6 separate regions of the Mus musculus genome follow, and regions 2, 3, 4, 5 and 6 are each linked to region 1. The links are chromatin contacts, called in public promoter capture Hi-C maps. All regions are on one chromosome and are shown on one strand. Each heading gives the region's core, a stretch centred on a gene start, on an enhancer-like site or on the middle of the called end of the contact. The rest is flanking DNA. Distances are from core to core; before and after follow the strand shown.

Region 1 (4,631 bases), core at 1,328-3,827:
GCCCTCGGAAGTCTCACCTACATAACTCTCAACAGTGGTTAAATACAAAGTCTGGGCGGGTGGGAGGGGTGGCTACAAAAGGTGGCACCACAGGATGAAAGAGGTCTGGAGGCCTGCGAGCTGCCTGGGAGGAGAGGAGGGCCTGGTTGCCAACACAGGTTCTATGCAGAACCAAGAGACTGTTTAGCATACCAGGGCTATATAGTACAGCACTGAACTCACCCTCACAATGGGAATTAACTTTTAAATGACAAAAATACACAGAGAATTAACCATTTAATTAGTGAAGGTGCCACAGCAGTAATGCTGGGTCTTCCATCCTGACCCACTGTCTTACTGTGTTTCCTCAGAGATAACATGGAATAGCATATCCCAGACATCCTACACACAGGAACATCAGACAGATAATAAGACTACAGTGTGTGTGAGACAAGGGGAACAACTCAAGAAATGCATTGATGAGTGAAAGATAAAGGCACTCTGGTTCTAAAGCTAAGTCAGTAGAAAAGAGCAATCGTCTCGGATATACTAAGAGCTATCTATACACTACACACAAGTACACATGCGATTGCTCTAACTCAAGGAGCATCTCGGCTAAAACTAGTTCCTTCTATATGTGTATTCTTAAGAAATAAAATTGCTTCCTTCTGATTATACAATATGAAAAATGTTTCTCAGTAGCTACACAGGTAGAATCAGGTCACTTCATTCTTGCGTTTAGAAACCATAATAGGCAATTCAACAGCTGATGGGCTCCCACAGAAAATGGCAGCATCGTAAAAATACCCTTGAACCTTCACTTACATCAAAAGATAAAGTTCTCCACGTTATCTAGGAAAGGAATTGAGCTCCAATTCCAGTACCCTGAAGACCTAGACATTGAGGATAACACTAACAAATAGCTATAGCTAACAGAGTGACATAAAACAGCAAAATGACACTTAGGTTCTTAATAAGGTTTCAGGTTCTTTCCTAAATTATCAAATATGATGAAAGATCCTATCTTTATACTTAGGAGTTGGTTGGTTTTTTGTTGTTGTTGTTGTTGTTTGTTTGTTTGGTTTTTTTTTTTCTTGTAAGCTACGAAGTAACTGGTATCCTGCTTTTGTTGGCCTACTAATTTTGAACTTTTGGGCCATTATACTGCATGTATTACCTAATGCTCTTATTTAAATGTGTCTCCCACAAATATTCCATATTGAACTCTGTCTTCCAAGGTGATGATGGTCTTAAGGCTCAGAGGGACAATGGGAGGTAATCTCGGTCTTGAATGTGGAACCTCCTTGATGCGATTGGTGTTCTTGTAAAATGAGACAAAGAACTTCTTGCCTTTCCACCCATTTATAAACCAGGAAAAGTCTCCAGACATGAAATCTAGTCTTAAGAACTGTGTGCATGCTTTCTCCTCCAGCCAAGCAAGATGCCTAAAGGAAAGACAGCCAAGGGAAGAAGGTGACCCTGAGCATCGCCGGTGTCAAGGACCAGGAGGCCAAAAAAGTGGTCAATCCTTAGTTTGAGAAAAGGCCCACGAATTTCGCCATTTGGGAAGGACATCCAGCCCAAAAGAGATCTTACACGCTTCATCAAATGGCCCCGCTACATCATGCTGCAGCGGCAAAGAGCCATCCTCTACAAGCGGCTCAAAGTCCCTCCTGCCATTAACCAGTTCACCCAGGCCCTGGACAGGCAAACAGCTTGCCCACAAGTACAGGCCAGAGACAACGCAAAAGAAGCAAAGGCTACTGGCCCCTGCTGAGAAGAAAGCTGCTGGCAAAGGCGACGTCCCAACTAAGAGACCACCTGTCCATTGAGCAGGAGTCAATATAGTCACCACCTTGGTGGAGAACAAGAAGGCTCAGCTGGTGGTGATTGCCCATGATGTAGACCCCATTGAGCTGGTGGTTTTCCTGCTTGTCCTGCCCAGGTTGGGGCGCCTGGTCCACAGGAAGAAATGCACCACTGTTGCCTTCACATAGGTTAACCCGGAAGACAAGGGTGCTCTGGCTAAGCTGGTGGAAGCTATTAGGATCAATTGTAATCACAGATATAACGAGATCCGTCGCCACTGAGGAGGCAACGTGCTGGGCCCTAAGTCTGTGGCTCGCGTTGCCAAGCTGGAAAAAGCAAAGGCTAAAGAACTCGCCACTAAACTTGATTAAATGTACACTAAGTTTTCTAATTACTAAATTACTTCCCAAAAAAATGTGGGGGGTGGGGTGATGGCAATTGTGGGCTTGGGGGGGGGGGAGGAATCATTTCTTACTAGTAGTTCTCATGTTGAAATTTATATTTCCCTTCTGTCATGGTTTAAGACAAATCCAAAAGTGTCCCTCCCGGTGCTGCCCGCACTCAGGGGCTTGTGCTGCAGGGCTTAGGGAGGCCACTCACGCGCGGCTCTGGGGGCGCGGGAGGAGAAGGCTGGACCGGGCGCGGCTCGGCCCTCCGCCATCCGGGAGCAGGCTTCCCAGTCATCCCCTCAAGGGAGCTTGTCGCAAGCTGCAATCCCTGGCAGCCTCACCGACCGTCCAGCCCACTTTCCCCGGAACTCACCGACCACGCCAGCCGCGTCGCTATGGTTACGGGGGAAAGCTGCTCTATTCTCGCGAGAGCCTGGCGTTACCTCACTTCCGGTCCCTTAGGCCGGAGTTGGTTCCCAAAAGCCCTCGCTTCCGGAGTACCACACTTCCGGGCGCGGCCTCTTTTCCGCCAGCTGGGGCGAGTTCCAGGCTGAGCCCGGGTGCTGCGGGTGCTGCGTGGCCTGCGGGGCGTGGCGGTGAGTTCGGGGTTGGCGACCTCGCTATTCTCCAGACACCTGCGCCCCCAGGGGCCTGTCCTAAGGTCCCTCTTACCGCTTCCCTCTTCCCACCCGCCTCCTCTGCTCCTCCCTCTCTGCTGTTCCCTACTCTTTATCCCTTCTCTCCTTCCCCTTCCCCACCGTCGGTTCCCGGGACCCAGGTGCACGAATCTTGGTCTGCGTGGACGAGCACCTCGGGTCACGCCTGTCACCCGTACCTTCCCAGCACAGCGACTGCAGATGAGGGAGTCCCCGAGTTGAGTGCCCCAGCGATGGCTACTCCCTGGAGGCGCGCCCTGTTGATGATCCTGGCGTCCCAGGTGGTGACCCTGGTAAAATGTTTGGAAGACGACGACGTCCCGGAGGAGTGGCTCCTTCTGCACGTGGTCCAGGGCCAAATAGGAGCCGGGAATTACAGCTACTTGCGGTTGAACCATGAGGGTAAAATTATTCTCAGGATGCAGAGCCTGAGAGGGGATGCGGACCTGTACGTGTCGGACAGCACTCCGCACCCGAGCTTCGACGACTATGAGCTGCAGTCTGTCACTTGCGGCCAGGATGTGGTCTCTATACCGGCACACTTCCAGCGACCGGTCGGGATAGGAATTTATGGACACCCCTCTCACCATGAGAGCGACTTTGAGATGAGGGTATACTATGACAGAACTGTGGATCAGTACCCATTCGGAGAGGCTGCCTATTTCACTGACCCAACAGGAGCCAGTCAGCAGCAGGCTTACGCTCCAGAAGAGGCAGCCCAAGAGGAGGAATCAGTTCTCTGGACGATATTGATTAGCATTTTGAAACTGGTGCTTGAAATTCTCTTCTGATCCCTTGAATATGCTGGAGCACAAACCCTTATTTTCACAGAGCGATTACAGTTTGCTGCGAACCTAGCTACTTGACCTGGTGAAACTCTGGTTACTTTTTTCTAGACTAGGATGGAAAAATAAAGCCATACAGTTTTGTTACCTCAGTTTACTCCCCAAGCAGGAAAAGCAGCAAGCACAATATTTTAGAGATTAAAATTCCTATAAAAAGGAGTCTGCTCAATAAAATGTTTAAATGCATTTTGGTTAGTCAGGTGAGTAAGAAGATTACAGTAACAGGCTGTATAAATCAGATTAAACTTTACTGCTGGTGCAGAAGTTGATGACTGTAGAATTTATAGACATTTAAATGAAGTACAGCACTTCGAGTTTTAAAGTCTTTAACATTTTAAAGCCAGGTGGAAAATGCAGTGACAGGTTCGCTCTTCCCAGAGCCTCTGCACAGTAGGGGTATGGTACCTGATACCCAAGCAAGCTCTCCTGGCAGCAAGTATTGACAAACTGTTGCTGTGCTGGTGATTTAGAGTCCAAATCCTGTTGTACCAGATCTTGGGCCATTTGCCCTTTCCTCTGCTTAGCCAGATTGGAGCTTTCTGGTTATTAGGTAACTATGATACTACCTAATCAGGTCAAGACAGAGTCATAACAAGTGGTAACTTTGTTATATTCAAGAAGAAATACTTCAAATTAAGTTGCTACTACCTCTTTCTGCTGATCTCTGGAAAAAACAACACTATGAAATTAAAGCCTGGGGAAATGAGCCATTTCTCTGACTTTGTTTCAAGGGTAGAAGTTGCTAATAAAGAAATAAATCAACTTGATGTTTAAGGTCATCGTTAATTTCAAAAAAGTTTTTATTGGCATAAAAATGAAAGTGTTGTAAATAAATTGGCACCAAATATCCCAAACATGAGGGTCAAAGCCTATTTTACCCCTCTTTGCTGTTTTTCCCCCTTCTGCCCACTTTCCTGGGTGTTGGGGGAGCTCGCTGACAACAGTCACAAATC
Region 2 (4,631 bases), core at 1,278-3,777, 890 kb after region 1:
ATAAACAAAAGGTTAAAGATCAGTACATTCAATTTGGAGTCTTTCTGCTGATGACTTCGCTTTTTCTGCACTATCTTGTGTGTATATATGTATGTATATATATATATATATATATATATATATATTTTAAATACAAGGGGGTCTAGATATTCTTATCAGTAGAGGGCACCCTCGAGTTGCTTCAAATCCTGATATCAAGGAAAAAAAACTGGGGTGGTGGTGGTGGGGGAGGAGAATCATCTTTAAGGTGTTTTACTGCACCTCTGTTGTAAAATTTGACAAGCTTAAGACATGTATGCCTAACAATTCACTTTTTATTACAGCGAAGTGTTCAGCTGCTAGAGGAAAATGCTATTTTTTTTAAAAATAAAGTACAAGGTGGTTCCTATTTTCATGACATCGGGTTCATTGATACAGTCTGGGGTGAATCTGGATGTTAGTTAGCAAGATTTGAAATCAGCTTGGAAACCAAGAGCATGTTGAATGGCTGGTTATAGGGTGGCCACTCGTCAAAGCTCCCATGCATCAGGTTAAAGCAGAATTTGGGACGGGACAAAGAAAAACCCAGGGAGGAAGCTAGAACAAATGTGAGGATTATAAAAGTTTTACATTTTAATTAGGAAAAAAAGTGAGATGACTGGAAACTTGAGCAACCCCCAAATCCACCTTGTGTCTTGCCATCTGCATTCTTTCTCTCTTCCCCTTTGTTTTCGAGGAGTGGTGAGAACAGAACAGTGCATCTAAGAGACCCAGCAAAGCATACTACACCATGGGCATGCAATTGGGTAATTAAAACGGATGCCAGAAACGTTAATAGATTCTAAACATGATGCAGTTTCATTTCCCAAATCCTTACATAGTGTCTTAACTGTTCCCCAGGTACTGTATCTCCAAACCCAGAAACCTAACATGAGGGTCTCTGCTTAACAGCTCACCCAGGACAGAGAAGTCTGCAATAAGCTATTTGTGTAACCCATTCCGGAGTAAGGGCTCCCCTGCTGCTCGTTGCTCCACAGTGTTTGAAAATAAGGGGCTGGAATAGCCCAGAGTCCAGCAGCATGTAGCGCCTGGCTTGTACTTACATCATTGTTAACCCTTCTGCACCTGGAAGGGGCTCAGCGGGATCAGGATGCCCCCGAGCTCCGGAACACGCAGGACCTAGGTGTAAGAGAAGAGCCCCAGGGCTCCGTGTGAGCGCTGAGCCCCTGGAGAAAGAGAGAGAGACCACGGAGAGTGCAAGGGGTTGCATCCCCGGCCCCTTGATCCCTAACAGACTCCAGTAGGGCTCGCTTCTGGCTCTCAGGGCTAGAAGCGGCAGGTGCAAAAAGCATTTGGGAGCCGCTTGCCAGTGCTTGGAGGTAATGTGCTTCCTGTCCATTTATCTCAGGAAACCAGCACAGCCTTCCCTTCGAAACAAAATTAACCTCTCATTAGCCAGCCACTCACTCCCAAGAAGGCCTTAAAAGCTTTACCCTCTCACTAATGTATTTAGGCTTTTCTTCCAGGCAAACGAAGCCGAGGCTGTACTAACATCAGCCCCAGGGGTTCCTATGGGCTCCCTCAGGAGCCAGCCAGCCTTTCACCAGTCTAGTTTGGGAAATTGGCCAACACAGGATCCCAGTTTGTAGAAGCAGTCCGACCCAACACCCCTGAACGAACTTCACACCACCCCCGCCCCCACGATAAGTTTGTCTCTGTTTTCTTGGGCTCCTCTCACATTAAAGCTTCAGCTCCATTACCCCCGAGGAATGGGGAAGGGAATGGGGAAACTTCAGTGGCCAGCTGTTCCCAGGTCATAGGAGGCGACTGTCCCTTAGGGGAAGCGTCTACGGAAAGCTGGGGGTTGGGGAGCAGCCTTCCTTAGACTCTAGTCGGTTCCAGGCATTGCAAATTAAACGTGGCCAGGAGCTTTTGGAACGCCAGGGCTTTCTCACCCTGGACCCCACAGCCCGGAGCCTGGCAGATTTATACCACACAGGTGGACCAAGACCTAAACAAAACAGTCCCGGCCGCTGCCTGCTATTCGCCCCCCCCCCACCGTCCTCCGGGCCCACCGCAAACTTCAACAAAATAAACAACTCACCACAGGCATTCCCTTGTCTGCAGCGCGACGCTTGCCAGCTGGGAAAATAAGCCGCAAGCCACGCGGCCGGGGCGCAGGAGGGAGGCCACGCCGCGCCCGCCACTCTGCCCCAGGTGGGCGGCAGGCGGGCGGCTCCACCCGGGGGCCGCTCTCCAGATGCCGGTTCCCGAGTGAGCTCCGGGGCAGTGCTTGCACCCTGCCAGCCAGCGGGGCCTCTCTGTCACCTAGGCGGAGAGGGCGGGGAGACAGGTCCCTCTCCCCAACTTCCTCCAAACTGTTCTCTTCCCACCCCTGCCCCACGGCCACAGAGGCAGACAACCTCTGCAGCGCCGGTCCCCAGTCCACCGCTCTACCCTACTGTCCTGCTGGAGACCCGACGGCAGGGAGCGTGGTACGCCTCTCCCCGTTTCCAGGTCCTGCTCTCTCCTCTCCCGCGGTCCTACACACCGGCTTGCACAAAGGCGCCTTTCACGCCGCCAGCGCCGCCCTCTGCGCCGCCCTCCGGGCCCGCAGCGCTGCCTTTACCCACCCGGCTCATCACGGTCCTGCTGCGGGCTCTGCCTGTTGTCAGCCGGACGCGTGCGGTGTTCGCACTCCGCGCCGCCACGACGGCAACAGACCCCCCTCCCCTCGATTTTTCTCCTCGCTTTTTATAGCTGTCCATCAGTGCCCTCAAAAGCACGTCCCTCCAACTATCCTCTAGGGTCTTCCTACTGCGTGTAACTGTGAAGGAGGTGACAGGGATGGTCCTCTGGACGTGTGCGAGCACAAGAGGGTTATCGTTCCTGTCCACCTGAGGTGCCAATATGACTTGGCTTCACGTCGAGAGAAAGGGTAGAAAGAAACCCCTTAGACCCAAATGAGAAAGTGTATTGTAAAAGAACTGGCTCAGGAAATGTTTCAGGACGACGTCCTTTGCATCCCGTGGAAGGAGATGGGGGAGGGGAGATCGAGCTATGTTCTCCAGGGTGATTCTTTTTTTTTTTTTTTTAATAATACAAAGTAAATTATGATTTTATTGTGAAATTCTCATAGATGGAAAATTAAATTGAATATTTATTCTGTCCATTTTTCAATTTACAATAATCTTACCACTTATTTTTGTACCATGTATTTCAATTGTCTGTTTAGTGAAAAATAAACCTGTAATTTCTGGCTTATTTTTAGTTTAATATTTTATCATTAAAGACCTCCAGGGTGATTCTTGAGCTTCATAGATAGTTAGCGGCAGCTCACTCATTCTAGAACAAGAGTGCGGTTTTGTTTTGTTTTCTTTAGTTAAGACAAAACTCTAAGCATCTGGGCTCAGGTAGTTAGTTAATCCTTATCCTCCCCAGATCGCCTTCTCTCCACTAACCTTTACCTGCAGTTTCTCCATCTAACGGTAGGGGCAGCATAGGGTAGTATAAAAAAGGGCGGGACTTCGAGGGTTTAACTTCTGAACCTTGGGTTCACTATCAAGAAAAATGTGGAAGGTTGAGGACTCAGAACTCCCAGGTTCAGAAATTCAATAACAAAAGACCCCTCGTCATATTCCCTGTCTGGATTTTTGCATTTCATTTTCCGTTATCTTCTCTAAATACCAATCAAATTGGGGAGAAAACCAAACCAAACCAAACCAAACCAAACCAAACAAAAATACCTTGAGTCCGTTTAAGGTGTCTGTAAGATACACTGGAACCTGCTCTATTTGGTATTGAGAACAACAACAACAACAACAACAACAACAACAACAACAAAAGGTGGCGGTGGTGGTGTTGGGCTCAGTTAGTGGTCCTACAGAAACAGGAATTTTAATGTCCCCACTTGTTTTGCCTTTGAAAAGCCACTTGAGCAATCAGCCCAGCAGAGCTTTAATTTAGAAACTAAAGCCTAGTCTCCTGTGTTTTTCCTTCTCCTTCTACCAACACAAAGACAAGCTGCTGCATAGCATAATGTTGAAAACGAGTTCAAAGGAAATCCAGAGAGTCAGCTCAGAAGGCGACTTCTGATGCAGCCCAGTTCTTCACTCCTCTGCACAGCTAGCTAGACTTCACATAAACACAGACACAAATCATCACAATCCCCTTTTCCATAATACTGGCCGATGCAAAAATGGATGCCAATTGTTATGCAAATCGCCTCAGCTTGTATTTATTTAAATGATACATTTAACTTTTCCACAGTCTCGTTTTTTTTTTTTTTTTTTGTCCCACTTTGAAAGCTTGGGCTTTAGTCCCCTCTGTGGTCATCTGTGCCTTATTTCCTTGTAGAGTTTTTGAAATTAATGCACAAAAAGGCTGAAATTTCATGACGTGCTAGTCTGTCTGTCTTTCTTTCTTTCTTTTCTTAGATCATCTGAATTTTCTAATCCTTCTTTACAGGTTACCTAGACCATTTTTGATTAAGAAAACTGTAGAAAGTTGGTAACTGTCACACACAGATGCCGGTTGGTGGCACATGTCAGTTTTCCAGATTTGTGCTTTGTGGGGTATCTGAATACACTGCACCAGGTTATGGTAGATTTTAGTCCACAGGTCGATTTTCCCCCATTTTTTTTAAAAATGTA
Region 3 (4,631 bases), core at 1,015-3,514, 710 kb before region 1:
AGGACTCTTTCGAAGCTCAGAAATGCCTTACAGAGAAGTAAGTTTTCCAGCCACGGGCATCTGTTCTCTTTGTAACTCGAAGCTCATTCCTGTTCTGAGGAATTTCTGCCTGTTTGACACTTAGGACAAGTTTCCAGTCCAGACTTCTCAGGGATCCTCGGGTGGATGGGTGGACAGTCACCACTCTGTTCTGACACACAGTGTCGGCTGGGACCACAGCTCCTTCACTGCATCATACCCACTTGCAAACAGGAGCCTCTAGCCAAGTGTACATGTGTGTGCATGTGTGTGTGTGTGTGTGTGAGAGAGAGAGAGAGAGAGAGAGAGAGAGTGTACAAGTAACTGTGTGTATGAGTATGTATGCGTGGGTGTGTGTGGTGTGCATGTGTGTGAGTGGGTGGTGTCTGTGTGTGAGTGTGTGTGCGCGCGTGTGTGTGTGTGTGTGTGTGTGTGTGTGTGAACCAGAGACATACATTCAGATACTGGTGTATGCAAGTACTTCCTCACATACTCAGACAGTCGTACGTTCACTCAATTATACACTTAAGCATTGATTCATTTACCAGTTCACTCATTTATTCATCCATTTAGTCATTCATGTATTCAGTGGGGGTGGTGTGGTGTGTGTGTGCATGTGTGTGTGCCTGTATGTGTGGTGCATGTGTGAGTATGTGTACATGCAGATGTGAGTGTGTATATATGTGCATGTGTGTATGCATGTGTGTGAGTGTACATGTGGGCATGTACATAGGTAATAGGGCTTGCATTCCTTTCCTTGAAGGAACAACCCTGTTTGCGTAATATTCCAGGTTCCCCTGGTGCTGATCTGTAAGCACAAAGACCTCTGTGAACCATGTGTGTGTGTGTGTGTGTGTGTGTGTGTGTGCGCCTGCCTGTATGTGTGTGCATGTGTGTGCATCTGTGTGTGGTGCATGTGTGTGTGTATGTATGTATGTGTGTCTATGTGTGCATGTGTGTGTATGTGTGCACGTATGAGTATGTATGTGTGTATGTGCATATGAGTATCCTGTACTTATTCACTTTAATTCCTTCATTAATTCACTCACTCATTCCTTTAGCCATCCATTTTCTTACTTGACTGGGGAATGTGTGTTGATTCCTAGGGCATATGAGCAACCACCAGAGAGATGGATGTTTTTGATGAACGCGCCCATCATTAGTAGCACGAAGCTAGCCATGAAGTTGTATCCTCTACAAATTCGGGAAGGACACATGGGCATGGCTGTCATTGGTGTTTCCTCTATATAACTTGGCCATCCTGGGGCCCGGGACTCAGGGAGACTCTGAGCCGTATGGTTTCAAATTGACTGTGTTTGCCTCATAGCACACGTGTCTTTTCTATTGAAGCAAGAAGTCGATTTTGACATTTGAAACATATCACAGCACTGTTCCACAAACATTATTTTAAGAGTAAAGTTTCACTCCACTGGCTGGGGCCAGAGTGAGGGCCTGAGTTTGATCCCTAGGACCCAAGTAAAATGCCAGGAGCTATGGTACACACTTGTAATCTCAATGTTGGGAGAACAGACAGGCATGGTCACCCCTAACAGGTGGGGCTCAGGCCAGTGAGGACCTTGTCTCAAAAATAATCAATGTCACCTGAGATTTCCTGTTGACAGAGCGCATTCACTCATCCAGGGCTTATGGGGAGTGTATGTACACAAATGTTTATATCTTATGTCTTATCTGGACACAGGCTGACTGAGAGACTCTGGAAAGAGCTTGGAGCCTTAGGACCCAGGCCTCTCTGCCTTGTAACCTGACTCCTTAAAGAACAGCCAGGGATCAGGGTTGCTTCCAACTTCAGTGGTCCCGGTCCTCAGTGCAGATAATTGGATAATCACTTGGGAGCTTTAAAATACCTGATGCGTGGGTTGCACCTGGGCTTTGTATTAATGTGATCCCCGTGTGCCTGGCCATCAGGACTTTAAAATGCCCCCAAGTTGTTCCAGACGTGCTGCCTTGTGGATGTGCCCCGTACTCCATCACACCCCCTCCCAGCACCGTCCCACTGGCTCCTGGCTGGGAGCCCAGGTGAGATCTGCTGCAGGGTGGCTCCCAGGGGAAGGCAGAGACTTGCTGGGGAGTGGATGCAGGCTCTTGGCTCCGTGCCTTTACTGCCGCTTGATGGATGATCTCCATGCTTTGCTTTAACCACCTCTGCGATGGATGCTGACATCTAACCCCACATCTTCCAGTACAAACAAGGAGCCATCGCAGGCGATGATAAATGGGACCAGGCCTGAGCAATGGAAACAGCTCTGCAGTATCCTTAGTGCTCTTCCCTCGGAGGGAGGCAGGATTAACCACACACTGGGCAGACAGAAGTTCTGTTCTTGGTTGGAGCCCGTAGGTGAAAAGCTCTGCTCACTAAGACTGTATTTACAGTCACTCGCAGCACTGTAGCTGTTTTGGTTTCTCATCTGGAGAATGACCTGCAGACTTGCTGGCTCAGTGCGAGGCCCTCAGTACTTTGTGATTCCGTTTCTAACTTTCTGCAAGATTTTGGCAAAAGCTGTGTCAAAGTGCGGAGCCTGAGTGATGAATGGTTTCAGAAGAAAGCTGGCAGAACACAGAGAACCCTGTGACCCTTAGTTAGCTGTGACAGCCACTCCCAGCTCCTCCTTAGGCAGACGGTGAATTAATTGATCTTCATTTTTTCTTCTCTTGCCCTTGCTCCAAATTGCAAAGGAGAGCAGAAAAAGCAGGGCCCACTCAAGGCTCCTTATTTCTAATCCATGCATGGGCTGCCCCTAAAGTTCCCCTCCCCTCCCCTCTCCCCTCCCCTCCCCTCCCCTCTCCCCTCCCCTCTGCCCTCCCCTCCCCTCCCCTCCCCTCCCCTCTGCCCTCCCCTCCCCTCCCCTCCCCTCCTCTCTCTCCCTCCCTCCCTCCCCCCCTCTTTCTCCCCTGCCTCTCTGCAAGCTCCCCTTCTCTCCCTGCAAATGCTTTCTTCCTGTAAGGTCTCTCTCATTGTGAGCTTTTTCTTTTTGGCTTGCAGGCTTTCTCCCTACAGCGCCCGCTCTTTCCCCTCCTTCCTCTGCAAGCTTTCCCCTGTAGGAGTCTCCAAGGAGAGCTTGCTGCATTGCCTCAGCCTGGCTGGGCATCCGAGCTAAAGAAGCAAGCATCAGAACAGAGAAGTTCTGGATGAAGATGGCCGCTTCTGACCCGACTTTCTGGATTACCAGGGAACCCTCAGAGACAGTTTAAGTTAGAGAATTTGTTAGGAGAAAGAAAACGGGCCTGCGTTCTCTCTCCCAGTCCTGCACAGAGGCGCCGTATTGGACTGGGTGTCACGAGCACACACCGCAATGTGCCTACACTTTCATGAGCAGGGCAGCAGTTGTGACACACTCTGAAGGTGTTCACATGGGGTCCCTGCCAAGATTGATGTTCCCACCCTATGAATTCCAGAAGCATCTATCTAAGAGGACTCTGTACAGTAGATATAATAGAAATGTATGTGTGGTCCTGTGACTTGTATATTTTTATGTCAGTGTATGTTAGGCACGAGGAGCAGCGAAACAGTGTGCAAAGGCTGCGTTGTGCCTGAGATGCCACACTGACAGGAATAAACACAGACTTTCTCATTCCTACCAGGAGGTGGGTCAGTAGCTTGTGCTCTAGTGCTCAGAAGTGGGTACACGGCTACCAGGAGCCTGGAGAGACCTAGAGTCCTTTCAACCTCTTGCTCATGAAATGACCAACTTGAGAAGTAGTGCCAGCAGGGGGCACCCTTGACCCACACTGGATGAAGCCCTCTGGCTCATTTCAGAGTTGGTCTTGAGTGGTGCCTAGCCTGTTACAAAAGAGAAGCAGTCCCTGTAAGCTTTCCACACTTAGCTTCAAATGTTCTGTTTGCTAAACCACAGGGAGGTCCTCCTTGGGGAGCAGCTATCTGCTTTGCCATAGATAGACCCAGATGTAAAGTCCACTGAAGGATTAGAGCAGCCAGATGGAGGCTGTTTGAGATATCCTCGGCAAACTGTGGCTGGGTCTAGGAGTTCTGCTGGCAATGGGCAGGCTGGACAGCAAGATTCAGGACCTCTTCATCCTCTCTGGTTCTTGAAGGTCAGTGGTTCAGGATTTTGTGACTTAGACAAGTACCACTCAAATGAATTGTTATTTTGCAAAACCAGCTTGTAATGAATACTTTGGTTAGAAAATGCAAGCGTGTCTGACCTCCTTTTCTGTCACTGGCAAAACAAAGAGGCAGAAGCCACACTCGGTCAACATGGTGCTGGCCCAGAAAATCTGAGCAAGTGGACAGAGCAGAAGACACAAGTTTCCCTGAGGTTGGATGCAAACACCTGCTGAATATCACTGGGTCTGGCCAATGTCCCTGTTACCTGAGTGTTGGAAAAAGCTACATCACTTCAGAAACACTCCATAGCTTTGGCACATGTACCTTAAGCCTCCTATGCCAGAATGGTGGGTGGTTTGAATGCAGAGGCATCCTGGACACAGGATGAAATGGACACAGGTGCTCTATTTAGTGTCTCATTCCTTCTTGTCCCCTAACCTGATTCTGGCCCCTCTATGACCTCATTTTAACTTGGCATCAGCCAAAGCTCCATTCCTGGCTACGTTCACATTCACAGGAACTAAGAGTT
Region 4 (4,631 bases), core at 1,278-3,777, 660 kb before region 1:
TCCCACAGGGACTGACCTGTTCTCTGCCCATCTTCACTGTGACTCTTGCTAATGACAGAAATGTAAATTTGGGGTCCACGGGTCACATCCAAAAGCAAGCCTGCCACTCTTACAATTGAGAGCTCATTTCCAGGAGCAGGGGATATTATTTCATTCCTGTAGGGATGTCTCAGACCTTTGAGCTGACTACTTCCTGTCTTAACTTTGAAGGAAGTGGCTGACACATAAAACCATTTCTTAGTGGTTTTAATAAATGTTCTATTTTCCCCCACACAATGGGAACTGGTTACCTCTCCAAATTTCACTTCGAGCATCTTTAAGAACACAGAACTTGGCTTTCGGTCCACATGTTAGTGCCTCCAAATGTTAGAGGGTCTCTGAAGGCTCCGACCCTTCTCATCTGTCAGTGTCTTGGAAAAGCGTGTTGTTACACTGATCTCCCTGGAATCTCAGAGGACAAATGAAAGATGTGTTGAGATTGGAGGACTCAAGGCAGTGAGTGCCAAGGGGTTGTTTTCTGCTTTCCACGTCTCCAGGGGATGTGATAGACTTGCCAGAGTTCCAAGTTCGGACATCTGGACTCGGCCCCCGATTTTGTGGCTGGCTAAGACATACAGTTATTTGTTTTGTTTCTCATCTGTAAAATGGGAGCAAATGAAGCCTGTTACTTGCTGGACACTCCCATGGAAGAGAGTAGACAAAAAGCTATTTTCAGACTTTCAGTCCCAAGAAGACATTTCAGCTAATAATTTGTACCCTTGAAATAAAAGGTAAAAGGAAAATGTTTTGTACCAAATACTTCTTGAATGTGCTGATTTTCATCATCATCATCACCACCACCACCACCACCACCATCATCACCATCATCATCATCACACCACCATCATCACACCACCATTACTACGATAGAAGTACACAACATTTGTATCATTTTTTTTGGTTCAATGTATATGTTATTTGCTTACTCAGTCATGCCTGTCCCTGGGCTGAGTCTGACCCTGAAGAGTTTTGCTACGATGTTCCTCCATGTCCTCAGTGTAGGAAGGGTGTTGAAGGCTTGACAGATTTCGAGTTTTGAAGGTTTCTTTCAGCAGCCATCTCTAGAAGGTTCTCTTTCCCTGTGTGATGTGAGAGTTCCTTTCCTGAGGAGACATAAGCAAGATCTATCTCTCCTCAAAAGGCCCCAGTGGCAAAACAAACTAGGATTCCATGGGGAGTTCAGCACGGGGAGCTAGTGAGCTTGTGCTTACTAACATGCATAGGTGAGGGGTTCACTGCAGGAATGTGATTAACGTCAGAGCATCCATAGTCCAGTCTTCACACAGCTTGGATGATGGCTTCCACACCCACATAGATGGAGCCCCTCTCGGGGAATTTGCCCCAGCTCATGATCTCGAGTACCTCCAGAGGCCCTGAAGGACAACTATTAGGAAGAACTGCACGAACACCCGCCATCTGAGGTGAAGTCCAGTGATACTTCCCATTCGTTCTCTCCTCCAGTGAGGGAATGTCAGCTGTCCACAAGCCCACTCCTAATGACCTCCTGAAAATAGGCACAGCCCACCTGATGAAGTTGGGACTGTTTGCTCGGTTGACTTCATTCTTCAAGGCTATCCTTTTGGAGCTCCAGCGCTGTTCTTCTCCAGAGGTCCCCGTGTTGGGCTAGGGCAGGGTAGCTGCTTTCTGATTGGTCTACGATCTCACAGGAATCTCCAGAGCAGCAGAGGAGAGAGAAGTTAGAGGTGAGCTTGCTGTTTTGCTCCCTACAGAGAGGCCCTGACAAGTCAATTGATTCTTTGTTCTCGAAAGTCTTCCCAGCTGGCTTTCTGCGTGAGGTAGAATTAGGGCCTTTTCCTGTGAAGCTACCAGCCAGGGCTAAACTATTTCAGCAATGCTCCTTTTGCAGGACCTGGTGCGCAAAATCCCCTTGGTTTCTATCACAGTCAAAAGCCTACTCAAATGCGCTTGCTGCCGAACACCTGAAATGCTTGCCTAAACTGTTTGAAGCGGCCACATCAATGTGTGCGCTCACCTTTCTCTAAGTTTGCCCAACTCAAGGAAGTCATCTGCCTCACAGATCTGTTTTCAGACCCCTCCCGCCCTCCTCGTTAACCTGCGGAAAGATGCAGGACTCCTGGTGTTCTCAGAGGCCCTACCGAGGAGCCAATGACCACTTAGCATCTCAGAGTGCTACATTCTGGTGAATGTAAAGCCACAGGCGAGCCAAGGCACAGTGGGGACCCTCCAAGGTGAAGACAGAAGGCGCCCTAGGCCAGGAGGGTGGGGCTCAGTGCATCTCTTGGAGCCAGTGTGAGTGTGCATGCCTGTAAGGTGTGCCCTGGCATTGGCTTGAAGGAGGCGTGCAAACAGCATCAACACACGCTTGCCTAGTCCTGGTAGCCTTCGCTGTCTCCTTCACAGCCCTGCGCGCCGGGCGGCCCCTGCGCGGGCGCGGTGGCTAAGGGAGGTGGGGCGGAGGGAGGAGATTTGCGGGCGGGAGGGCGAAGAGGGCGGGACAGGAGGATCCGGGGAAACTAGGGCTGTTTGACAGCAGCAGCGGCAGTTCGGGGAGCGCCGGCCAGAGCGCACGGAGGGGCCGTGCGGTCTCCACCAGCGGCCATAGGACCGCGGAGCAGTTCTAGCCCGCTCGCCCGCACGTTCGCACACCGGATCTTCGCCGAGTGCCAGGGCGCAGCGCGTGGGGCGTCTGCCTCGCTTGGTCCCCTCCAGCGTCACCATGCTGCCGCCACAGCTGTGCTGGCTGCCGCTGCTCGCTGCCTTGCTGCCGCCGGTGCCCGCGCAGAAGTTCTCAGCGCTCACGGTAAGTCCCGGGACGCGCCCCTGTCTTTCTCTGTTGTCCCTCACTGAGAACCCACTCTTCCTTCTGGGACAAGGCTCCGGGAGCAGGTGGCCCAGCAATCCCCAACAGGTGGGTTCGGGAGAGTCCCACAGCGTGCGTGTCCAGGGTCGATAGCTACTCAGTATGTGAAGGGCTGCTGGTCCTACTAGTCCAGGATAGAAGGGAGTTGACATGCAGGAGTGCCTGGAGTCCCCCACTTTGGGCGAGATGAGATGGCACAGGAACAAGGATCTGGGCCACTTATGCACCTCAGCTCTTTCAGGGCGAACTCACCGGGACTGGGTGCCCACCTTGCCAACGCCACCGACCCAGCCTAGGATTAGGAAGCGGGCAATCTTCGGCTCCAGCGCCACGAGGACCCCTTGTACCCCAACCCCCCTTATGGGGGAGAAAGGGGCCACATCCCATGTGTTCCACTTGTGGCGGAGCATCTCAGAGAACCCTTAATTGAGAGGAAGAAGCAGATATGACATTGAATTAAAGAGCGCGTTTCTTTAAAAAAAAAAATCCAAAATCCAAAAGCCAAAAAACAAAAAAAACAACTCATAGAGGAGGAACAATCTCCAGCACAGGAGGCATAGAGGAGCGCCCCTGGTCTCGTGGGTCCTCTCCTCAGGAGCAGGATGCAGTGCGCGCCAGGGCGCGCTCCCGAGCGCGCGTGGCACTGTGGTTGACCGCTCTAAGTTTGTCTCTCTTAGTTGCAGTACTGGCTACGCCAAGGCGCGAGGTGAGGTGCCAAAAGCCGCGCTGTGGATGGGGGCTGAGCGCGTCCACCTCGGGCCAACACAACCGCGGCCACTCCTGCGGGCTGGTGTCTGCAGAGCCCGGCGGGCAGCCCTTCTGCGGCCCGCGCGCTAGGGAACCCATAATTAATGCAATCTGCAGAAACGAAAGCATTCCACTTAAACGTGTTTTTGAACAAGTGCTTAAGAAAACACCAAGGTGGTGAGCAGGCTCCCGTGGAGAGGAGTGTTGGAGTGGTAGGTGCCCTGGGGAGGGTGCTTAGCCTATGGAAAACCAGGGCTAGCCCACGAGTCGAAGCTTTTTGCAAAAGTGAAGCAAGCTGGCCAGCCTGTTGCTTTTTCTTCCCCTCTCCCTGTTTCTCAGCAGCTTGAAAGGGGGAAGATTGAGTGAGTTCATTGTTCATACCTAAAATTCTTCTGGGGCAGTCCTAGGGCCCTGCCTTGTGTCTCGTGAGCGACTGATAGATTAGAACCATAGCTGGAAACTGCAGGGAGTTTTCACTCCCAGTCTTGCCCTACCCCGAAGAGCCTGAAGGGACGACATGCATGCATTCATATATGAATGTGTGCACAGATGTTCATGTATGTACAGAGCTCGTGCACACACTTCGAGCAAATTTAAAAAGTCCACTGGGAAACTGGCCAGTTCTCAAAAGGTCTTAGCACCATGTATCTGAGCTCTAAGCAGCAGACTTGTGTAATCACTATACTATTTTCTAAAAGTATCAAGTAGACATGTCTCACCCTCTGTGCGCTCTCTCCCCACCGCCCCCCCCCTCTCTGTCTAAGATTGGTAAACAGGACAGATTTTCTTTTCTTGCCCTACCCCTTCTGGAAACTTATTGCTTTCCCCCTTTGTCTCTTTACACTGTTGCAAGGTTTCCTGGGCTCCATGGGTGCCAGCTGCTTGTGGGGTCTCTTTACGGGAGCTGGGAGTTGGTCTTACACCATACAGGAAGTGCCCCATTTACCGCACTCCCCAAGAACACTTTGTCTTAAAATCACATTAACACATAAAATGCTGCTGC
Region 5 (4,631 bases), core at 1,465-3,964, 630 kb before region 1:
CCCTAGTGAAGCTCAGGTGTGATACCTGGATCCTGCAATCCTTCTGCTTGTCTTTGCTACGTTGTTTGGAATCCAGCAGGCCTGGAGCATATGCTCTGCTGTGACTTTATCAATTTCTCCTTTGATGGGTACCCAGAGACCAGGCTCTGAGGAAGTCCTGTCTGCACAGCTCCTGGGAGAAGAAGTGAGAACCCAGAAGTCCATGGATACCAGGCTACCTCTGCCTCTTTCTGATACCGGCATATCTTGAGACGTGCATGCTGGCACTTGTCTCGTGCCACTTGGGAAACAATAGTTAGGGTGAAGTCAGCCACACAGGCATGGGATGGCAAGTACAGAGCCGGTGCTGTCACATGTAAGCACATGTGGCTTACAGGGAACCTTTGTCTGAGTGTGGGAGGCATGCAGTCATGTGGGAACCACAGAACACAGTGCACGTGGTGGACCCCAGAGCCTAGAGGCCTTTGCTTTACACTGTCAGGAGACCATGAGCCTTCCACGACTCTGTCTCAGTGATGCCTGGTGCCACTCAGCTGAGAGTCAGGTAAGATAGAGGTTCAAGTCTGGGCTGCATTCCTGGCTTAGTTAGACTGTGCTGATTCAAAGGCAGCCATGTTGTAGCCTAGTGCATACTCACTCCACCAGGCGTTTTCCCTTTCTCTCCCTGTGGACCCAGGTGAATTCACCCCCCTCCTTTATTCCCAAGATACCAAGTGCAGATTTGCCCGTAGTCCCTGCATATCACAGATACAGGGATGAAGGAAGCTTGGGTGTAGAGTCCTGCTAGTGGACAAGGATGTCCGGTCAGCCCAATGACAAGATGCAGCTGTGAAGGAGGTGGTAGCCTTGATGGTTGGAGCAGTAAAGAGGTAGGTGAGGAAAAGAGAAAGACAGGAGAAAGGGAGAGGAGGGGAGAAGGAGGGAAGGGAGGGGACAACTGGTTGTGTACACAGTGTGTACAGGAGACAAGAAAGAAAGGTCTTCCCACAGGAAGGCTACCTCCATAGGCTTCAGTGGCCTTGGTCAAGTAGATAGATGGGGAGTTGGATGGTGCTTGGATAAGTTTGGGACAAGACAACCTTAAAAGGTCTTAAGGTAAAGAGCTAGTGCTCCCTGAGGGACAGGTTATGCCAAGCCCTTGGAGTGTTGTGACAAAGCTTCAACATGGCCACCGTTCAGGTTGGCACTCATTTCCCACAGATGAGCATCAAGATGGTAATGCAGACACCACTATCCATACCACAGAGACACAAAGGGTGGAACGAGGAAGTCACCCATTTACTTCTGATTTTAATTCTGCAGAATGCAAGGCAGCCTTGGGAATACTCACCAGACCCACGCTTTTCCTTATATATAACTGATCTCCCCAGTCCCAGTAAGAAAATGTCTCTTGTGTGAAGAGGCAGGGGACACACGATTGCTGGTTGTCTTTAGATGTCTAGCTTGCTTACAGTTTAATGTTCTTTTCCTAATGCAAGCTTTACTCTTGGTCCACCACTGATTCCATGCACCGGGGTGCCAAGCATATTGCTGTATGCTTTCAGTGGGCCTTAAGTGCTTCACAAGTTAAAGGTGGGAAAAATAAGGTGGATGAAAAATGAATGACTTCAAAAGAAAACCGGATGAGAAGTCCATTGAAGAAATCTGCAACATTTAGGAGAACAGAGAAGAAAGTCTGAGTGACTCACAGACCAATCTCTCTGACAGGTTTTAGCTACTGAGAATTTTTCAAGCTTTCATCTATGGAGTGTGTGTGTGTGTGTATATATATATGCCTGTATGTATGTGTGCTGTAAATATATGTGTGTATGTATATATTTATATATGTGTGCATTTGTATGTTGTGAATATATGTGTATCTGTGTATTGTGCATATATGTGTATATGTATGTATATATGTGCCTATATGTTTGTGTGTTGTGAATATATGTGTGTATGTATGTATATATGTGTATGTGTGTTATGAATATATGTGTGTATGTATGTGCATGTGTGTGTTTATGTGTCGTAAATATATGTGTTTATATATTGTATTGTACATATATGTATATATGTATGTATGTATGTATATATGTGCCTGTATGTACATGTGTTATGCATATATGTTTGTGTTTTGAATATAAGTGTGTATATGTATGTGTGTTTTGTGTGTTGTTCATATTTGTGTGTATGTATGTACATATGTGCTTGTGTGTGTGATATTCCATATAGTGATCAGAAAACTGGGACCCTATTCTAAATTTACATTTTAAAATATTGTTTGACAATGTAAGACAGAACTGTTCAGTGTTTTACACGACGTGAATTAGTATACTTCTGACGTCTGCAGATATAATAGTGATTGTCATTGCTACCTTTTTTTGCTTTGTACTGGATCAAGCCCTGTGCATCCTGGGCAGCCACTGCCTCGGAGGCTCCACAGCCTCAGCCTCTGCTGCCTTCTTGGGTGAAGCTTTGGTATTGGAGACTTTGCTTTCCTCAGTCTTATTTTGCTATTTTGATTAATATTTCGGTGGCTGATGATGCACATGTGTATTTCTGTACAGTTCTAAGCTTTACTCCATGCAGTTTGGAAGTGGAATTGCTTGGCGGAGAGGTATTGGCATGACATTGGCTTCAGCACACACTGTAAATCAGCCTGGGTTTCTGTGTTGTCAAACACCGGGGCTCAGGCGCAAGGCACCACTGAGTGCTCAGAACCAGAGAGTTTGTTTTCCTTGGTTTCTGGTCTGCACATCTGCGTTCGTTACAGACTTCAGCATGTGATGCTGCTGCTGACTGCAGATCTTTAACCGACGTTGAGCTAAGTTAGAATCCTTCTGAGTCCCAATTAAGGCTGGTTAGCTCGAAGTCTGCAGTATGTGCGGCTTCATTTTCCTGTGGGCCTGCACTTTTCAAGTCTTGGTGTCAATGAGGAACAGATGGGCCCAGATGCAGGAGGATTCCTTCCTGGGGAAGCTGGTGCCCACTGCTTAAATGGATAGCCATTGTGGGCTGGACATTTAAGGTCACTCTCCACAGCCCTGGGTGGGATTCGCTGCTCTCTCTGACTTCACTGCTGTCTCCTCCCATCATTCTGTGGAAGCATGGCTGGAGCTGAAGCACCGAAGGTGTATAGATAAACGTTGTTGTTGTTGTTGTTGCTGTAATTTCTCTGATATTCTGAGAGAGCTGATAGTACGTGGGGCACCTTGTGAGTGAGAGACAGAGTCCTGGCTCTTTGCTTTGTGACCTCTCAAGTCCTAAGAATAAGTAGCATGTGCCCCTCTCTCCTGAGTCTGCGAGCACTTGCTGGTGTCTGCTGGGAGAGCAGCATGGTGGGAGTAGGAGTGGTATGTGTGTGTGTGTGTGTGTCTGTGTGTACATGTTAATGCATGTACGTGTGTGAGAGCATTGTGTGAAAAAGTGTGTGATGTGAGTGTATGTCTTTGTGTATGTCACTGTTTGAGAGAGACCATGTCTGTGGGCATGTGTGTATGTGTGTGCACATGTGCGTGCATGTGTATGAATGTGTGACGGCAACATGTTCATGAGTGTGTGCAAGTTAATGTGTCATGGGATTTGGGGGGTTAGCTTTCTATCCAGTTGCTTCTTGGTGTTGTCCATGGGAAAAGGAACAGCTGTGGAGTGTGGTGTGTGGTCCAGCTGTTCTCTTATCTTACATGCGATAGCAAGGGCCCTGAACTGCACACATTGTCTGCTCTTAGCTGGTCCTGCTTTAGAGAGAGTGGTTCTGCTACTTATTAGTGCTTTAAGATGCAATATCTGAGTTTTATTTATGAGACATGGCTAGACTGTATGTTGGTACATTTAAATATATTTAAAAGGGCATTTCTACATAATAAAGAAATGAAAGAAGCTGTAGTCTGGAGAAGATGGTGGAGGAACTCTAGGTTTCCTTCCTCCTAGACATCAACTGCCCGGTTCTCAGAACCTGCCTTGCTCAGGTTCTGTCTTACTCCATGGAAACTGATGTGCGAGTTTTGTGAAAGATCCACATGTTTCCTCCTGCGGCAGGAGAGTCTTTTTTGGACTCTATTTTGCCCGAGGGCTGGGACTTCAGGGGAAGGTTGCCACACTGAAGCGAAGTTAGTTTAGGTTGATTCTAACTCTCAGTATAGGAGTATCCTCACCAATCCTGCCAATCCTCTGTGGTAGATATGATTGATATTACAGCAGATGCTGAGACAAACTGAGACTGACTGGGACCCTGGTGTAGGGAAAAGATGTTGTAGGCTACAAGTCCTGGGCCCTGTGCTGAGACTGACATTTGCAGCTTCTGACCAGAGGGATATAGACAAAGAAGCAGTAGTTGTTATCATTGTGCGTACAGTATCATATCCTCCAACAGTGGTAGGACTCTTCTCTCTAGCTAAAATGACTTCTAGGGGCCTTAGAGGGCCAATACACATGCACCCTTGTTTTTCTGTCTTCTGTTTTGGGATACATCAAGGATGAGGGCATATTCAAAGCTAATCTCATATGCAAAATGAGAACAGGCCCACCCATGAGAGTTGCTCAGAAAGCTTGTAAAGCGTGAGAAAGTTGCTCAGAAAAGATGTAAAAAGATCTGAAATGTACACACTTGGCAAAGCCTCGACACAAAGTCATCTGGCGACAGAAAATGGTTA
Region 6 (4,631 bases), core at 1,346-3,845, 600 kb after region 1:
GGTCTGACTTCTGTGTAAAGCCCCACCCACACTCCCTGCAAACATAGGGCTTCTCCCCTGTGTGTGTCCTCTGGTGCTTGATGAGGTTTGACTTCTGTGTAAAGCCCCGCCCACACTCCCTGCAAACATAGGGCTTCTCCCCTGTGTGTGTCCTCTGGTGCTGGATGAGGACTGACTTCGCTGTAAAGCCCCGCCCACACTCCCTGCAAACATAGGGCTTCTCCCCTGTGTGTGTCCTCTGGTGCTGGATGAGGACTGACTTCGCTGTAAAGCCCCGCCCACACTCCCTGCAAACATAGGGCTTCTCCCCTGTGTGTGTCCTCTGGTGCTGGATGAGGTTTGACTTCGCTGTAAAGCCCCGCCCACACTCCCTGCAAACATAGGGCTTCTCCCCTGTGTGTGTCCTCTGGTGCTGGATGAGGACTGACTTCGCTGTAAAGCCCCGCCCACACTCCCTGCAAACATAGGGCTTCTCCCCTGTGTGTGTCCTCTGGTGCTTGATGAGGACTGACTTCTGTGTAAAGCCCCGCCCACACTCCCTGCAAACATAGGGCTTCTCCCCTGTGTGTGTCCTCTGGTGCTTGATGAGGACTGACTTCTGTGTAAAGCCCCGCCCACACTCCCTGCAAACATAGGGCTTCTCCCCTGTGTGTGTCCTCTGGTGCTTGATGAGGTCTGACTTCTGTGTAAAGCCCCGCCCACACTCCCTGCAAACATAGGGCTTCTCCCCTGTGTGTGTCCTCTGGTGCTTGATGAGGTCTGACTTCTGTGTAAAGCCCCGCCCACACTCCCTGCAAACATAGGGCTTCTCCCCTGTGTGTGTCCTCTGGTGCTGGATGAGGTGTGAGTTCTGTGTAAAGCCCCGCCCACACTCCCTGCAAACATAGGGCTTCTCCCCTGTGTGTGTCTTCTGGTGCTCATTGACATTTGACTTATCACTGAAATATTGCCCACATTGTCTTTCAATACTTGAGATTTCTGATGCAATAAATGATTTGACTGTGTCCTCTGTATTTGTTGTCTGGCCTGTTCTGAGCTCTTCCACAGTTCTCTTACTTTCCTCAGATCTCATTTGTTCTTTGAGTGTGCTGGGAAAGGTTGTTGAAATCCTCTGCCTGGGTTTGGATTTTCTTTTTACTTCATTGCTGGCCTTGTCATTTTTGTTCTGTGAATCAACATGTTGTTCCTGAAGCTGATCTGAACAGGGATCTCCTGGTTTAGGATTTATTCTTGCAGATGTTCCTGGGAAGATTTCAGTGCGATGATTCCATTCCATATGTTGAGTGAGGAATTTCTGACTTGAGAAGGCCAAAGAGCACAAAAGACAAGGATGAATTTCTGTCCTTAGTTCTGTGGAAAGATAAAGTTTTTGATGAGACTGAATATAATAAATTGCTTAGGCATCTGATTTTCTATGTGGTCAGGCCTACCCCATTACTTAGTCTTCATGAGTTAAGGCACACCCAGCTAGGTTTGATGGTTCAAAGACAATCTGGTCAATGAGGTAGGATTCTATAGCCAACACAAGTTGTCTGTCTCCTATCAAGTGCAGTGAGTGCATTCCATCATCCTTTGGGTTTTTTTTTTTTTTTGTCATTTTTGTTTGTTTGGGGTTTTTGTTGTTGTTGTTTTGTTTTTTTTGAGACAGGGTTTCTCTGTGTATTCCTGGCCATGCTAGAATTTGCTTTGTAGACTAGAGTGGCCTTGAACTCACAGAGATTCTCCTGCCTCTGCCTCCTGAGTGCTAGAATTAAAGGTGTGCACCACCTTTATTTTAATTTTTTTATTCTGTTATTTTATTGGATTTTTCTTTATTTACATTTCAAATATTTTTATTCTGTTTTTATTTTAACTACATGTCCTCCAAGTAGGATCAGAAGCAACCTTATTCTTGGTGTAAACTGCAACGGCAAGCAAGCCCTACAAACTATAAGCATCTTTTTGGTTTTTATATCCTACCTTACCCAACAACCCTACCTCACCCAGTTCCACTTAGTCAGGTGTCTGGTCACCTTTCCCTATGCACTCTCTGCACCTATTTCATACTATGGAGACATAACAACACTTCCTTAGGTGGAATTTCCCTTACTGGATTTTCCTAAAAAAGGAAAATTAAATGTAATTGGAGCCCATCCAGCTAGAAGATCAACAACTATGAGTACCTGGGTAGAGTTGTTGATAAAAGCAGCATATGAGTTTGAAATTGTCTTCTCATTCTAAGACATAGTCAGTTGGGGGTTCTCCTTTAGGTTAAAGAAGACAGGATGTTCTGGGTCCTGCTGACTAAAAGTGTGCTCCTGCTGCCACACCTTGGCTATAAAGTACCTTTCTCAATGATCCACAAATTGTAAAATGAAAGTTAATTTTCTCCTCATACCAAGTACTCATGCTTATTTCATTTACATTTAGCCCATTTCAAATATAACAAAAACCCTGTTTCAAAACACATCTTACTCAGATGTCTTCTCTCTGTGGCCCACTAGTCCTTTGCATGCAATCCTTTCCCCCTGGAAACTGAAGCAATCTCTGAGGTGGTTGCACACTGCACTATATTTTTGAAAATTCGCCAAAGCATCATTGTAGAACAAAGAACTGAAACCCCGCTATGCCTCACTCTCACTCTCCTGGGACCTTCACAGGCTCTACATTAACAGGCTCACATGCATTTCTCTGGCATCTGCTTCCTTCCATGAAATGACTTCAACCTGTTCTCAAAAGTGCAGCCCTTTCATGCCTTGAGACAGTTACAACAGCTATCTCCTCTGAGACCATCTGCTTGCCCCTCCCAAATCTTCCTTCAATAGCCTTTATATTTACGTCTACTCCACGGGTCTCTAAACACTTTTCCTGACTCTGCATAGGTCTGTACAAGTATGCATGCTTCCCTAGTCCATGAGTCAGCTAAAGAGCAGGCATTTCAATATTTTTGTTTATTTTATATATTTTTTCTCTCCTGGCACAGAGCCACAATTTACCTGACATCTAACTGACATAGTGCCAGATGACATATTTATATTATTTACATATATGAAAGAAATTAAAAAGAAACCAAAAGGAAGGACCAGAATAAACTAATTCAGTAAAAAAGTTGATGGGTACGTGAAAACTTTTTTCTTGTTTTTTTTTTTTCTGGACTCTAACCTTATAGCACTTATATGTTGTTATATATTTTGTTCATAAAGTACTTGAAATAAATTTAGGGGTAGAGAGATGGTTCAGATGTTAAGAGTATTTGCTGTTCTTACAGAGTACCTGGGTTTGATTTTGGCACCTACATGGTAGCTCAAAACTATCTATAACTCCAGTTCCAGGAGATCCATCACTGTCTTCTGGCTTCAGCAGGCACTGCACGCATATATATATACATGCAAGCAAAAATTTATACATACAAAATAAATATAACAATCCTTTTAAAATTAGAATATTTAGCCGGGTGGTGGTGGCACATGCCTTTAATCTCAGCTCTTAGGAGGCAGAGGCAGGTGGATTTCTGAGTTCGAGGCCAGCCTGGTCTTCAAAGTGAGTTCCAGGACAGCCAGGGCTACACAGAGAAACCTGTCTCGAAAAACCAAAAAAAAAAAAAAAAAAAAGAAAAGAAAAAGAATATTTAAAAGCATAAAAATTTTATAACACTTTAAAGCACACAAAATGATCTTTAATTTCAGAAGTTCTCAAAAATTCACTGAATTTATATTGTATTTCACTTAGCTTAAGAATTGAAACACAAGATGTCTTGAGGGCTCTGAAACTCCACACAACGGTGTTCTACTGCCTGAGTGTACCCATCTGAGGTGATTCTTGCAGCCCAGGGTCTGCTTCAGGAAAAAGTCTCCTCCCGGTTCATGCAGGCCATGAAGCCGGCTACCTAGAGCTCCTAGGTACATATCCGCGCAGTACTTGCACTCCTGTAGAGGCTACTGCTCCTACTGCTCTAATATTCTGAAGGAGCCCGTGCATTTAGAAGGGTGTGGACATGTCTTCTGTAATGACTGTACAAGTGACTGTTTTGGAACAGGATGTGTTACACTCTAGCTTGGAACCTAGACTTCAAGATAAACGGGCAATTGGACAGTATGGCCCAGCTTTACAGTACGCGTCAAAACTTGATACATGATAATAAACTTTTAGATCCAAAAGATGACACCTCTGGACAATTTTATTTGGTTATGAAAAAAGGAAGAATAATTTAATAAAAATGTAGTTTAGCCCTCAAAGTAAGAAGGTCAGATATGCTGTGAGTAAATTGTACAAACACAGTACAGACCCAGCCACAAAAGACAAAAAGATGACAAACCCTGGCATGCTTCGGTATATATGAATTTGTTTCTACAAGTCCTCATGAAGTTGTTTCTAAGAAGGCTAAAGCAGTTTCCTAGAACATCTGCAAAAAAGCAGTAGAAGAAATCTTTACCTGAGATCAACCTGGAGTGGAATTTAAAGTCAGGGAAGAAGATAGTAGATTTGAGTCCAAAGAGGAATTAGAAGGCCTCCCTCTGCAGCCAACCACCAGTAAATAGTGACATAAACTAATTAGCCAGTAGCTCTGTTACAGAATTTGAATGGTCTGAAAGCTTGACTGAAGTCTCTATAACCACTGAGCATATAGTGTCTCCAGACACTGTGAACAAGAG

Evidence for each region. Promoter capture Hi-C pulls out the DNA fragments that hold promoters and counts their contacts. Capture Hi-C pulls out chosen DNA fragments and counts their contacts.
Region 2: a contact with region 1 is called in a promoter capture Hi-C map of adipose tissue, with 3 times the contacts expected there. The contact joins the promoter of Rgmb here to the promoter of Wdr27 in region 1. A contact is called at or near these places in 3 of 39 promoter capture datasets (liver and pre-B cells) and 3 of 9 other capture datasets (adipose tissue, liver and macrophages).
Region 3: a contact with region 1 is called in a promoter capture Hi-C map of hippocampal neurons, with 9 times the contacts expected there. The contact joins the enhancer-like site here to the promoter of Wdr27 in region 1. A contact is called at or near these places in 17 of 39 promoter capture datasets (the 3T3-L1 cell line, 3T3-L1-derived adipocytes, cranial neural crest and 9 more) and 6 of 115 datasets of contacts at active chromatin or transcription factors (cardiomyocytes, embryonic forebrain, embryonic limb bud and 3 more).
Region 4: a contact with region 1 is called in a promoter capture Hi-C map of embryonic stem cells, with 4 times the contacts expected there. The contact joins the promoter of Smoc2 here to the promoter of Wdr27 in region 1. A contact is called at or near these places in 10 of 39 promoter capture datasets (3T3-L1-derived adipocytes, cranial neural crest, embryonic stem cells and 5 more), 6 of 115 datasets of contacts at active chromatin or transcription factors (astrocytes, craniofacial prominence, embryonic limb bud and 3 more) and 1 of 9 other capture datasets (adipose tissue).
Region 5: a promoter capture Hi-C map of embryonic stem cells shows a contact between it and region 1. The contact joins the enhancer-like site here to the promoter of Wdr27 in region 1. A contact is called at or near these places in 14 of 39 promoter capture datasets (the 3T3-L1 cell line, 3T3-L1-derived adipocytes, the SN4741 cell line and 7 more) and 2 of 115 datasets of contacts at active chromatin or transcription factors (craniofacial prominence and stem cell-derived neural progenitor cells).
Region 6: a promoter capture Hi-C map of pre-B cells shows a contact between it and region 1. The contact joins the enhancer-like site here to the promoter of Wdr27 in region 1. A contact is called at or near these places in 8 of 39 promoter capture datasets (the C10 cell line, fetal liver, hematopoietic stem and progenitor cells and 4 more), 2 of 115 datasets of contacts at active chromatin or transcription factors (bone marrow-derived macrophages and embryonic stem cells) and 1 of 9 other capture datasets (adipose tissue).

Annotation. Positions count from the first base shown.
Region 1 is chr17:14,940,547-14,945,177 of GRCm38.p6, forward strand. It overlaps Wdr27 (WD repeat domain 27), which reads right to left and starts at 2,578. Exons shown (of 25, transcript NM_175173.3): 1 at 2,551-2,578. 1600012H06Rik (RIKEN cDNA 1600012H06 gene) reads left to right here and starts at 2,638. Exons shown (of 2, transcript NM_026451.2): 1 at 2,638-2,773; 2 at 3,021-4,631. The coding sequence starts at 3,067. The coding sequence ends at 3,624. Phf10 (PHD finger protein 10) reads right to left here. Exons shown (of 12, transcript NM_024250.4): 12 at 4,448-4,631. The coding sequence ends at 4,553.
Region 2 is chr17:15,828,538-15,833,168 of GRCm38.p6, forward strand. Rgmb (repulsive guidance molecule family member B) reads right to left here and starts at 2,528. Exons shown (of 5, transcript NM_001372257.1): 1 at 2,084-2,528; 2 at 1,083-1,158. The coding sequence starts at 1,087. It also overlaps the pseudogene Gm3292.
Region 3 is chr17:14,229,092-14,233,722 of GRCm38.p6, forward strand. The region is part of intron 1 of Gm41531 (a long non-coding RNA gene); the gene reads left to right. Among named protein-coding and RNA genes, the nearest start is that of Gm41531, 5.3 kb to the left of the region's middle. Within about 2 kb of position 2,265, at least 16 of the 459 cell types and tissues checked have an H3K27ac peak or open chromatin away from gene starts, as enhancers often do.
Region 4 is chr17:14,276,979-14,281,609 of GRCm38.p6, forward strand. It overlaps Smoc2 (SPARC related modular calcium binding 2), which reads left to right and starts at 2,528. Exons shown (of 13, transcript NM_022315.2): 1 at 2,528-2,821. The coding sequence starts at 2,738. It overlaps Gm52280 (a long non-coding RNA gene), which reads right to left and starts at 3,533. Exons shown (of 3, transcript XR_003952216.1): 1 at 3,134-3,533; 2 at 1,565-1,710; 3 at 870-1,142. It overlaps Gm34567 (a long non-coding RNA gene), which reads left to right. Exons shown (of 4, transcript XR_385414.4): 4 at 1-784.
Region 5 is chr17:14,306,442-14,311,072 of GRCm38.p6, forward strand. All of the region lies in intron 1 of Smoc2 (SPARC related modular calcium binding 2), which reads left to right. Among named protein-coding and RNA genes, the nearest start is that of Gm52280, 28 kb to the left of the region's middle. Within about 2 kb of position 2,715, at least 15 of the 459 cell types and tissues checked have an H3K27ac peak or open chromatin away from gene starts, as enhancers often do.
Region 6 is chr17:15,544,011-15,548,641 of GRCm38.p6, forward strand. It overlaps Prdm9 (PR domain containing 9), which reads right to left. Exons shown (of 10, transcript NM_144809.3): 10 at 1-1,350. It also overlaps the pseudogene Gm18564. Among named protein-coding and RNA genes, the nearest start is that of Prdm9, 17 kb to the right of the region's middle. Within about 2 kb of position 2,596, at least 18 of the 459 cell types and tissues checked have an H3K27ac peak or open chromatin away from gene starts, as enhancers often do. A contact at or near this core is called in pre-B cells, where this site is marked.